Linked DNA regions of Sus scrofa: region 1 is linked to region 2. The links are chromatin contacts, called in public Hi-C maps. All regions are on one chromosome and are shown on one strand. Each heading gives the region's core, a stretch centred on a gene start, on an enhancer-like site or on the middle of the called end of the contact. The rest is flanking DNA. Distances are from core to core; before and after follow the strand shown.

Region 1 (6,623 bases), core at 3,788-6,287, 380 kb before region 2:
AAACACGTAGAACCAGGGACACCTCCAAGGGTGGGCGTGATCCCAGCACAGCTCCAAGCCTGTGCTCAGAGGACCCAGGTCCTTGCTTTGATCCTCTGCTGCCATCATCTTGAAATTCCTTTTTTCTTTCTTTCTTTTTTGGCCACTGCCCGGCACAAGGAGTTCCCAAGCCAGGGAACAGATCCGAGCTGCAGTTGCAGCCACAGCAGATCCTAAACCCAGTGTGCCAGGCCAGGGATGGAACCCATGTCCCTGCACTCCCAAGACAACACAAGTCCCCTTGCACCACAGCAGGAACTTCTTGAAATTCTTAATAATTTTAAAAAAGGGGTTCCCTGTTTTCATTATGCAGCAGTCCTGCCCATGAGTATGTGTTCTTTTTTTCACTGTGGTCATATGTGACTTCTCAGTTCCTTACTTTCCTTATCCTGCAAGAATTTGGATTATCTGAAGTTAGGCTGCCTCAAGGCTGGTCTCAGGTCTCACCTGTCCCTCTGATTCCTAAAGGCTTCATTTAGCACTTGGTAGGAAGCCTGAACTCAGGGCACACAAGCAAATGGGAGAAGAGCTTTGGCTTTTACTCAGACCTGTGGGTTCAAATCCTGGCTCTGCCATGGGCCCACCTCAGGAAGATTAAGTAACCTTTTATAGAAAGATGATAATGGTAGTATGCCTGCTTCTGAGGCTTGAAGTGAGGATTAATTGAGATGGTGTTTAGAAGGAGCTTCCCAGATGCCTGGCTCAGAAGGAGCACTCCATCACTGCTAGGTCTTGGTTTTGATCACTGGGTACCACATAGCCGGTTCCTCCATTGAAGCCACAAAATTCTCACCATGCTTTGACACTCTGACATGCCACCATTTGAAGTTCTGTGTAACCTGGCACTGGAGTTCAAGGGAAGACCCGACCCCGCTCATTCCCTTTTCCTAACTGGAAGCCCAGGCTGCTCCCTTTTCTCCATGATTAATTCACAGGAAAAGGATTGATATAACTCAACTCAGTATTTTGTAACCCATTTCTCTTTCCCAGTGGTTCAAAGTGTCTCTTCCTCAGTGCATCATTAGAGGGATATTGGTTCCTCTTTTTTTAGAAATGCTTTTAGAACACATTTTGAAGCAGCTAATTTATAAATAACTACTCCCTCGCCCATTCATCCAGGAAATGTGTGGCACATTGGCCATGTCACAGGGAAGAGTGTTCTTAGGGAGAGAGGCTGCGTTATTGGGGACTGATAGGATGTGGGATATGATCCATTCATTTATCTAACAAATGTATTAAACGCTGCCTGTATGCCAGACAGAGTCATAAGAACTGGGGGTAGAGCTGATTACAGCGCCATCAGGAACCTTGCTCTTGTGTAGCTGGTATTCTCATAGGGTTGGATGGTAGACACAATAAAGAACATAATTTGAGGAAAGTGCTCTGCAGAGATAGGAGATGGTAGAGTAAGAGTGCCTCTGGGCTCCTTTGGAGGAAGCAGCCCAGGCGAGCTTCTCAGAGGAGGTGACATCTGAATTGAGATCAGAATGGCAGGAGGGAGGCAGCCAGGAGAAAGTTGAAAGATACAGAAGATCCACATTCTAGACTTGGGAACAACCAGTGCTCAGACCATAAGGTGTCATGAGCTTGGAGGGTTTGAGGAAGAGAAAAAAACACCAGTGTGACTGGATTGAGGTGTGTAAGGTGGAGAGAAGAAATTGGTTGGGCTGGAGAATTACTTGGGGCATGATCTTGGGCTCTGTAAGTCAGAGTCATGTGATCTCTGAGCTTTATTGCTCTGGCTGTTGTTTTCGATCTAAAAGGGAACCAGGAATCTGTTTAGTCATAAACTGAATGATTGAAGCAGTCTCCAGGTGCTATCCAAGGAAGAAAAGGATGATTTTACCTAGATTTATCCACTTATTACTCTGATTAAGCAGGTAACTCTGAAAGGAGCACTGGAATTAGAGTCCCAAGACAAGTCTCAACTCTACTGGGATGAGCTATTTTGTTTCCTTGACGAGTCATTTCATCCATAAGACTGAGAATACTTTTTGACACGAGCTTGGTGTAGTGAATTAATTACTTAAAAAGCTTGTGGCAACTACTCGACAATGCAAAACCACATACCAGATATCTGATAACCCTTCATTTGATCACCTTATCTACAAAAATTACTAAATTTTCTTAATTTAAAAAATGCATTTTTTTTCCCCTCGCCATTAGGAAGATGCCATACTACTTAGCAAAAACCAAGCAGATAAATCATGATGGATGTTTTTACCTTATTCCTTAAATGGTTCTCAGGTACTGGCTCACACTCATAGATAAGTGTTTGATCTGCTCTTTTAAGGCCTGGGATGTTAAAACAAATGGTCACCATCTATGGAATTCTGTCTCCTAGCTTTCTCGTCTCTTAGCCAGACCGACTTTGAGATATGAGAAAGCTTAAAAAGAAGGGTTAACTGTTAGTTTTAAAGAACTTATCTTTAAAGAGGACTCACCAGAGTTCTTATAAGACCAGAATCCCATACCTCCAAAAATAACTGCTGATCACCTGGGAGCACCTGGGATTTGGGCTTGTGGATATGAGCAGTTGACATGCTGTTCTTTGGGAGCTGATAGTTCTAGTGGAGATTTGGTCTCGGTAGTTGACATTTTGGATGCAGGAGTTGGCTTTTGTCAGTGTCTGCATCTCAGAATCTCTTGCTCTGCCCAGCAGGGCATTTGTATGCGTCAGAGAATCAGATAGGATAACAGATTCCATCGGTCCAATTCTCCAAGATTAGTTTTCAGGAGCCGTATAAATGGCCCCAGGGAATTTGAATTTTAAAATCTTACACTTCTTTGATTTCATAGACACCCTTTGGAAAGATTATCTCAGATTACTGGAAGACTTTATTGTTAAGTTTTAGAAAATTTCGCATTTTGCTTAGAAATCATTTTCAAGTTTTATTAGAACATTTACTAGCAATACCCCTAATTATTTTAAACATGACCCTGGAAATGGGCTATGTCAGCTTGAAAAGACTATTTTTAACAGAATTTGGTTTTAAAGACAGGTTTTATAGACTTTATAGTAATACCATTGTTATCTAATTAGCATCCTCTGTGCAAATGGACGTGATATTAGAGAAGCAAGTATACATAAAATTATAAATTGTGACATTTTATGAGGTTTTTTTATCGTGAGTCTCATACAGTCATCATTACTTAGCAGTGTGAAATGTGGCCTTAGACATTACATCATGTAAAGACCAGGAGACAAAAAAACTGAGGATCAATTTTTGATTATAATAAAGTTTTAGTATGAGGCATTTCTGAATATGTGTCATGAATATGAGTCATGAATTTCACACCAAACCTGACCTATTATGATTATGTTTCAAGTTCAAGGGGTTTTCAGTATTTAAATTCCAAACCTAATTCTAAGGTTTCAAAATGATTCACATTCAAATCTACTTTTATGTTTTATAATTAAGTAAGAAAATATTGCTTATACCTACGTTTTTACTATTCTTGGACATATTATAATTATTTCTTTAATTTCACCAATAAAATAGCCCATTTCTTCATTAGTAAATTACAAGGCTATCTCAATAAAAAAAAGAAAAATTAGTTTGAATGTGGCCTGCCATCTCAAATAGTCATTTCAGTTTGGAATTTCCTCACTTCTTTCATTAGTTCTTTTTGTAAAATGTGAAGACACTTTCTAGGTAAATTAATCCCTTCCAAGTGGTAAAATAACTTCCTTTTTGGAAAGAGTTATTAGAGTCTTATTCTTTATAATCTTAAATACCACTTATGTTAGAGTGAACAATACATGAAAAAATTACACTAGTTAAAAAAAGAATGATTACGACCTAGGCCAAGTACATTGCAATTATATGTTCATGGAAAAGTGAGCTTTCTACTGGGAGAAGCGTGATATAGATGCCCATGAAATTTCCAAAGTTTAAGTATTTTTGTAAATTAGGTTGTTCCTAGTTAAACAGGTGGCTTTAAAGGCTGGTTTCACTGTTGTTTTAATCATAGTTTAGTTACCATGGAGAAATATGCAAGTTAGCATTTATACACAGAAGTGAAATTTATGCTGCATAGATAATAGCCTAAATTTAGCTTGACTTAAGTTTACCACTTCCTTTTTTTTTTCGACCAGAAAGAATAATAATATATCACATATATCCATTAACAAGTTAATTTCTTTAAACGCCACTGTTATATTTTTAGAGAATTTCTTTTCTTCAGCCTTCACGGACCCTTCTGTCAGTGTGCCTCCTTTCCGTCCTGAGCCTAATAGCACATGTTACATTTGATTTGCTCTAATTGTGTCACCATTAGGTAAAATAAAGGGCCCTGCCGAGTTTAAACTCGGTCATGTGGTGGAACACTAATGTTTGGACACATCGCCTCTCCTTGGGTTTTGCCAAGGACTGTTATTTTATACTGAAAATCTTCAGCCAATGTACAGGCATGGTGGGACCGACCTGATTTCAGAACCCAGCAATAGTTTTGATGACCATTTGGCTATATTTTTCAAGACACATCTCCATCATGTACTGTTTTGATCTTAATGTCCTCTCAGCTGGGTGATAGATCTGCCTGCCCCCACCGTACCGAATTAAGAGGTTCATGTGCATGGAATCCATCACCCGGTAGCTGCCTTCCTGCCATTTGCTCTCTCCGGTACCTCAGAGCGGAGGCTGAGTTTTCAAGGACAAATGTAGTAAAAGTGTCCTCATCCAACATGAGGTCCCCCAGCACGGGGAGAGAGCAGCAGATCCCTTTCAACACCAGCTGTTCTCACAGATATAGATTGCTGCAGTGAAATTTTCTTAATATAATTCAGGAAGCTCTAGAGAATTCTCCAAAACAACTGTGCCAACAAGGAAAATGTTGAATTTTTCATCAGCTGCCCAATGCTGAGAGTTAGTGGGCAATCCGTTCATTCATGACCAGATGTTCAGTGTGGTAACACTCCGCAGTTAACTTGAACCCTGTGGCCTGTTTACCATTGGCTACAAGGACATTGGCAGCAAGCTGGCATTGGAGAATTGAGGCCCATACAAGCAAAAGGCCGAAGTGTGTGTGTCTGTGGCTTCCTGGTTTTCACCAGCAACCAGACAAGGTAGGGAGCGATGAAAGAAGGGAATGCCATCGCATCAATCATCCTGGAGACACAGAGAATTTACTGTAGGATTGTGTCTTGGGGGAACACTTGGCAAATTCTTACACTCCCTTTCACTGTGGAAGAAAGGCGGTCTTTGTTTAGTTGGATAGATTATTTTTTTTCAACCTGTGTCTAAACCATCAGACTTTTTGTGGCGGGGGCAGTAGGTGTGGGTGGTTAGGACAGTAAGAAAAAGGTTTCTAATTTTAAACTAGAGGAAGTCAGTCAATAAAGTTGACTCTTAATATTGAAACTTTACTAGGTCCAATCTGGAATTGGAAATATGTGATATTTTTTGCCCTGGGTAAACTTTATATTTTTTTAGGTGGGGAATATTTAGATCTTCCATTCATGCAGATTCACCATTTCCTTTATATACATGTTTTGAGCTCATGACATTTTTGTGAGCTGTTTTTTTTTTTTTTTTTTTTTTTTTTAAGTCACAGTTTTGGAGGAAGGAGGGGGGCTTGGAGAAAGTAGGGGTTTTTGAAGAAACCATATCATTTTCCACTTTGAAAAAGATTCTTCCTTAAAATGATGAACTGTGTTTGATTCTGGAAGTGAGCATGCCAGGCACGGGGAGGCAGAATTTCATAACATATAGTTTGTCTCAGATGGAAGACTTTTCTTCCCACCTCCATGGCGCTGCAGGGTAAATTTCTTTTTTTTTGTAGTAAAATATGCATAACATGAAATTGACCATTTTAACCGACTGTGTGATCATTTTAAACATTACTTCAAAGCTGTATGAGCAAAGGGAAGAAACAGATTTTCTTATTTGACCATTTTTACTTTGGGTCTCAAATAGTGCCATCCCAACAATTAGCTGGCCTTCGTTTATTTGAAACCAGAATAGAAAGTCCTCGTGGTACAAACCTTTGCTTTTTGGAGACTTGGGCTGTTTCTCTTCCTATAGAATTCCTCACCCCCGCCTGCCACATCCTTAGCGACACCCATCCGTGGGGGCAGAAAGGGAACTTGAAGGGCCTTTGGGGCAGCAAAGCCCTTGCCATCATGATGTTTGCTTTGGCAGAGCTTTCTGCCTTTGGTTTACAAGGTTGCAGTAAACACTTCCTTTGCATTTCCTGCTTACAGAGCAAGTGGCTTACATGTTGCACCGAGAGAGGGAAATTTCTCATTGCTCTGTTGAAACCTGCGTCTCACCGACCCTTGGAATCACACGGAAGGAGCCTGTGTTTCATTTGTCTGAGTGATCTTCCCCCCCTCCACCTTCCCTTTCCGAAAAGTCCCTTGGCTTGTTGACTTGGAAAAAGCAGGTTTTGAATTACATACAGCAGGTACTGAAGTCGGGCTGCTGGACGCGCTGTTTTCTGGGATGCTGACTTGCTGATAGAAAAGCGAGAACCAGTTTACAGTAGCTCTGACACCACTGTTACCTTTCTCCAGTCCTCTCCAGCTGCTCCCAGCCCTTCGGATGCCTTCGCCGTGCACACAGTTTGTTCTTGGGTGTGAA
Region 2 (6,013 bases), core at 3,195-5,694:
TTTTGGTGACAAGTACCAGTTTTAGAGTCACTGGAGAAAAGGGCAGTTTTCCAGTTGGACCCACTTAAAAAGTTTTGGTCATAGCCAATCTATTTCTACCCAAGTCCTTAAATCATAGGTCCGTTTATTACGTGAGCCGACAGTTAGGTATATGTATGTGGGGGTGGGGAGGGCAGATATACCTCCATAAGGAGACTTCACACTTTCAAACCACATCTGGTTTGAAAGAAAAGCATCTAAAAATCATTAGAATTGGAGCCTAGACTTGATTCCTTTGTAAAGAAGCCCTTTTCTCTTGTAAAGGTATTAGGAATCTGGCTCTTGTATAGGAAACCACCTATTTAGTTTCCACTTTTATTCCTGTCGTTCTATTATTTATTGTGGTTTTTTGCACATGGCATGACATGTTTGCTCAGTGGAATTGGAATGCTCTGTATCATCCTAAAGCTGTTGCTTATGTATTTCCTAGTGCTTATTTATTGACGTATTTTTGTCTGAAGACTTTGATTTGCCATAGAAATGGAACTTAAATTGGCTTAAGCCAAAAAAAAAAAAAAAAAGTGGGGCATGGGGACTAATAATTGGTTACTGTAATTGGCAAGTCTAGTGGTATAGCTGGCTGCAAGCATGACTGGACCCTGATGCCTGAACAAGGTTATAGAAGTATTGGTTCATTGTCCCTTTGCTCTGTCTTCCTCTGTGTTGCCTTCATTCTTGGGCTCTTTTCAAGTGGAACTGAAGAAGACAGAATTCTGTCCCACAAGTTTGTCAATCCCAGATCCATCTCTCTTTCCAGTAGTCCCAGGAAAATGTCCTCAGCAGCCTGTCGACCCACTTGAGTCCTGTGTTGTAGCTTTGAACCAATCACATTGAGGTAGCCAGGCTTGAGTCACATGCCCATCTTCAGAGAGGAAGAGAAAGTTCACCTCTTGGGAGCCACATGGGGGCTGCAGATGAGCCAGTTGATTCCCAAGAGTAAAAAATGAATGTTATAAACCAGAATAGGGGGAGTAAATGATGAATAAGAAAAAGCCGTTGGAGTTCAGAGTTCTTTCGGTGCTTTTCTGAGTTTACACGTTGACTGGCCGAACGTGACAAATTCAAGATTTTGATTTTTCTCTGCAACATGATTTTCGCTCTTGGAAATTCAGAGTTGTCTTCAGGTTTCAAGATCTTGCCTTAAGTAGTGGAAAGTTAAGTTAGTCTTCTTGTGAATTCACATTTCCCACATCTCTGCTCAATCTGAAGGGTAATCATGTTGGCTTAAGTGAAACCAACTTTGCTTTCCATTGAACTGGACTGAAAGAGGTACCATAACTTCTTGTGGTTCAAACAAAAACCACGTGGCCTCTTTGAATAATCTCCCAGTAGAGTCATTGTTACCAGGAAGTCATGTTTCAAGCATTTCTTCTCAAACTACTGTATTCGTAGACTTTGAAAGCACCCCTTTCCTGAGCCCACTCTTCGTTTCCATTATCCTTCTTTAGAGGTTTTCTCCTTCAATTTTAGCACATTGGCATTAGTAGTGCTTAGATTCTCAAGGCAGTCTTACTCAATAAAATACAGTTTGTTTGTTTGTCTTTTTAGGGCCACACCCGAGACACATGGAGGTTCCCAGGCTAGGGGTTGAATCAGAGCTGCAGCAGCCGTCCTGTGCCACAGCCACAGCAATGCCAGATCTGAGCTGCATCTGTGACCTACACCATAGCTCGAGGCAACACAGGATTCTTAGCCCACTGAGTGGGGCCAGGGATCATACCCATGTCCTCGTGTATACTAGTCGGGTTTGTTCCCGCTGAGCCACAACAGGAACATGCAACAAAATGTAATACTGCTCTGACTTTGATTTAGGTGTTGCTTCATTTTTTTTTCACCTGTCTTCTAAATCCCCCTAATTTTACACTCCCCTGGTAAGAGTTTTTAACTAAATAGCCTTGAACTGTGCCACAGACACAATTCCAAGTGTTTTACATATATAACTCATTTAATACAACCACCTTATAGTGATAACATTGTAGTATTACTCTTGACCTACAGATAAGGAAACTAAGGCACAGTAAGTTTAAGTAGTTTTCCCAAGGTCACATAGCTAATAAGAGGTGTAGAGTCAAACGTATAAACTTATTTTCAAAACAGACTCACAGAGAAAACAAATTTATGGTTACCAAAGGGGGGGGAAAGGTGGGAGAGGGATAAATTAGGAGTTTGGAATTAGCAGGTGTAAACTACTGTATATAAAATAGATAAACTAAGAAAAGTCCTACTGTATAGCCCAGGGAACTATGTTCAATATCCTGTGCTAAACCATAATGGAAAAAAATGTATATAGACACACACATATGTATATATATTCACACACACTAAGTGTATGTATAACATTATGTATAAGACATTATACATGTATATATATAAAACACAACATTGTTAATCACCTATGCTTCAGTTTTAAAAAGAGTTCCCCAGTGACTCAGTGAGTTAAGGATCTGGTATTGTCACTTCTGTGGCTCAGGTTGCTGCTGTGTGTGAGTTCAGTCCCTGGCCCAGGAACTTATATATGCCATTGGCATGGCCGAAAGGCCAAAAAAAAAAAGGTGGAGTCAGGATCTAGACCCAGGCAGTCTGGCTTCATGGTATTTGCTCCTGTCATATAATACCACCTAGTTAGAAGCAGTTCCTTTTATTAACTGTATACTTTCTGCTTAAGGCATGATGTACCAAAAAACCCTTGAAAGGCAGAATGGGTAGTGAAGCCACTTTCTATGAGTGCATTCATTAAGCTGGTTATGTATCATTTCTGAGCCTCAGCATCAGCACATGCAGTTCGGGTTGTGAGAATTAAAAAGTCCACCATGGCAAGTGCCAGGCACTCCTGAAAAACATCCATACTTCTTTTCTTATCTACTTAATGTGTATTTTTATTTTTATTTATTTTTATTTTTTTATTTTTTTTACCTTTTCTAGGGCCGCTTCCCCCGGCATATGGAGGTTCCCAGGCTAGGGGTCTAATTGGAGCTGTAGTCACTGGCCTACGCCAGAGCCACAGCAACTCGGGATCCGAGCCGCGTCTGCAACCTACACCACAGCTCACGGCAACGCCGGATTGTTAACCCACTGAGTAAGGCCAGGGATCGAACCCGCAACCTCATGGTTCTTAGTCAATTTGCTAACCACTGTGCCATGAAGGGAACTCCCTTAACATGTATTTTTTAAAGACAAATAATTTCAACTCTTCAAACATTTCTGACTTTGTACCTAGGGAAGAGGTTGTGACTATGCAGAGCTTTGATGTGTCAGAAGAGGCTGTTCTTTAATAAAAATTTTAAGTACAGATTTCTGGTAAAAAGTCCCACATGGTTGAATGTGACCTTAGGGTAGGGGTGGCACACTTTTTCTGTAAAGGATCAGATAGTAAACATGATGGCCTTTTAGAGGCCATCCGCTCTCTAAGACAACCATTTTTAGCTCTGCCACTGTAGCACAGAAAGCAGCCATAAAACCCTCTATAAGGACTGGGCGTGGCTATGCCCCTTTGACCACTTTGCTGACCTTTGACCTGGGCTAAAATTTTTGCTCTCATTATGATTTTAGCTGAGCCACATTTTCGCCTTCCCTGGGCGTTGCTCTCCTGGGTTATTTTAGTTGAGATTCACAAAGCCCTCATCGTTTTTATTCATATTTCGGGAAAATACCCATGCCTGTCTGGTACAGCTGCTTTATTCACCAGGTTTTTTTCTGTTTTGGGTTTTGGGTTTTTTTGTTTTTTTTTTACTTTGCATAGGGTTTGGGTTCTTCTACCTGGTTTTTAGGGTTCAGTATGAAAGGGGTAAAGTAACTGACTTGACTTGGTAACTGTTTTCCAATCTTCTGTTGCTCAGGCCAGAAGGATGTTGCTTTTAGAGAGGCCAGGATCAGCTGTTCAGGATAAAAATCCCATCTGACAATAAAATGCCAGTGTTAACAGAGAGAGAGGTTAAGAGAAGGGAAAGGGAGAGAGGGGGCTCATAGGTCTAAAAGTGTAGCCTGTATTATTTTTTTCCCTCCCGAGGAAGAAATATCATAACTGTTAGTAAATCAGAACCAGAGATTTGACACTCTTCTGTGATCTTTCTGCAGTGTTTGTTCCCAAGGTGAGGTGTATACCACAGGGCCGTTGATTTCAAAGATAAATCCTGTACAAATAACCATCCTGTTGTCTCTCCCTCCCAGCCAACAGAGGGACGCTTTATCAGAATCAGCAGATACCCAGGCTATTGTGTGCATTTATTTCCCTGTTTCTTCTGAAAACAAGTTGCAGTTTTAGTGTTGATTTTTTTTTTTTAATCTATCCACCGTGAGTTATCATGTGACTGTGGTGTTTGTTGGAGGAAACTGATACCAGCAGGTCCTCAAGCTCATGCTAATGAAATCCACCCGCTGGCCCTGCATTGCTTGGAATCCTCTGATAACAGAAAAACAAAAACAAACCCTGTACCATCCAAATAGGTGAAGCTCAGAGAGTTCTCCCAGCCTCTCCTTGCTTGGATCAGGTTTTTTTTCGTTTTAAACCAGGTGGAAGAAAGACATAGTCTTCACTAGTAAAAACAGGAGCTATAATTCTTCCCCTTTTTCTTTTTCTTTCTCTCTTTTTTTTTTTTTTTTTTTTTTTTTCCTTTTTTGGCTGCCCTGTGGCATATGGAGTCGCTAGGCCAGGGATCAGTTCCAAGCCACAGTTGTGACCTAAGCTGCAGCTGTGGCAACGGTGGATCCCTGACCCACTGTGCGGGGCTGGGGAGTGAACCTGTGTCCCAGCGCTCCCAAAACACCCTCCATGCTGTTGCACCACAGCCGGAACGCGCCGTTTTCTTTTTGAAAAAGAGCCCATGCCATTCTTGGGCAAGGTGGGGAGTGGATTTGAAGGTTAAATCACAACCACCTTTTCCTGTTTCTAGCTTAGAATGTAAAATCAGACACAGACCCATAGTTTCACAAATACTGGGTACTCTTGTGCGTTGGGGTAAAATATTTCCATTTCCCCTAGTTTTTCTTTTCAACAGTCACTTGTATAACATCTTTTTTTTTTTTTTTTAATAACATTTGTATCCTTGCTGAGTATCCATTTAATAGGACTTTAGGCTTTTCTTGTTTTTGTTTTTATGTTTTGGTTGTTCCTCATGGAGAAAAACACCACACAAAACAATCAAAACCCAAATTCCTTTGCATGTTAGTCAGATGTACCTTACTTGTGAAAGCCAAAATAAATTTTGTATGTGCTCTCATAGGAGACAGGGAGAGAAATGTTGCTCGAGAAGGCCCAGAGGTGGAACTCTGACCCTTTAAAAAAGGTCGAGGTGCTGAGGACCTCGAGAGGAGAGGACATTACACTGCTAACTCACTTTCTAAAAAAATGTTTCTTCTGCAGATTTCACTTCTGAAAACTCTGAAGAGTTTTATGTGAAAGAAACTACTAAGTGCGCTGCCCTGTAATGTTTTCACAAGTGTTTTTATCATGGTAACATCTTGTTTACTTTAGTTCCCGGCCTAAAACTACTTGGAACATGTTAAGAAAACATTTCAAGAAAGCCTCGACAAAGAGGCTTTTGTTTCGCAGCCACCGTGAGGCTGCAAGGATCACAAAGGTGTTAACTTCCAGCCCCTTAAGCACTTCCACATGAAATTCCAGCAACTATGTTTGTGGTTTTGGAAAAACAAAGTGTATGTTAAAGAAACCAGGTATATGCTAATACATGTCGAAGGAGGCCGGATATCATAAATTGTTTCAAACCCATTTGTGGCTCTGGGCTTGCAAGGCTGAATGTTCTGCAGTGAAATTACCTCTCCTTAGTGTGGGACACTGGAGCACGTGGAGAGGGAGTAGCCTTCTGGAAGGTGGGTGTATGCAAATAGAATTCCAGCCTCACCATTTAAGTCTCCAGAACTGGAGGAGGAAGTTTTACCTGCTCAGATCCCAGGTGACCAGGCTTTGAGTTTTGCACAATGAGCTTAATATTTTTTATGGATCTGACTTTCCCACTTT

The links. A called contact is a pair of places that touch in the nucleus more often than the background predicts.
Region 1: a contact with region 2 is called in a Hi-C map of omental adipose tissue, with 1.9 times the contacts expected there. The contact joins two enhancer-like sites. A contact is called at or near these places in 12 of 47 Hi-C or Micro-C datasets (alveolar macrophages, embryonic fibroblasts, fetal heart ventricle and 7 more) and 2 of 2 datasets of contacts at active chromatin or transcription factors (alveolar macrophages and skeletal muscle).

The regions. Positions count from the first base shown.
Region 1 is chr13:52,778,100-52,784,722 of Sscrofa11.1, reverse strand. All of the region lies in intron 3 of FOXP1 (forkhead box protein P1), which reads left to right. Among named protein-coding and RNA genes, the nearest start is that of FOXP1, 190 kb to the left of the region's middle. Within about 2 kb of position 5,037, at least 32 of the 83 cell types and tissues checked have an H3K27ac peak or open chromatin away from gene starts, as enhancers often do. A contact at or near this core is called in liver, omental adipose tissue and retroperitoneal adipose tissue, where this site is marked.
Region 2 is chr13:52,398,297-52,404,309 of Sscrofa11.1, reverse strand. All of the region lies in intron 12 of FOXP1 (forkhead box protein P1), which reads left to right. Among named protein-coding and RNA genes, the nearest start is that of FOXP1, 570 kb to the left of the region's middle. Within about 2 kb of position 4,444, at least 27 of the 83 cell types and tissues checked have an H3K27ac peak or open chromatin away from gene starts, as enhancers often do. A contact at or near this core is called in liver, omental adipose tissue and retroperitoneal adipose tissue, where this site is marked.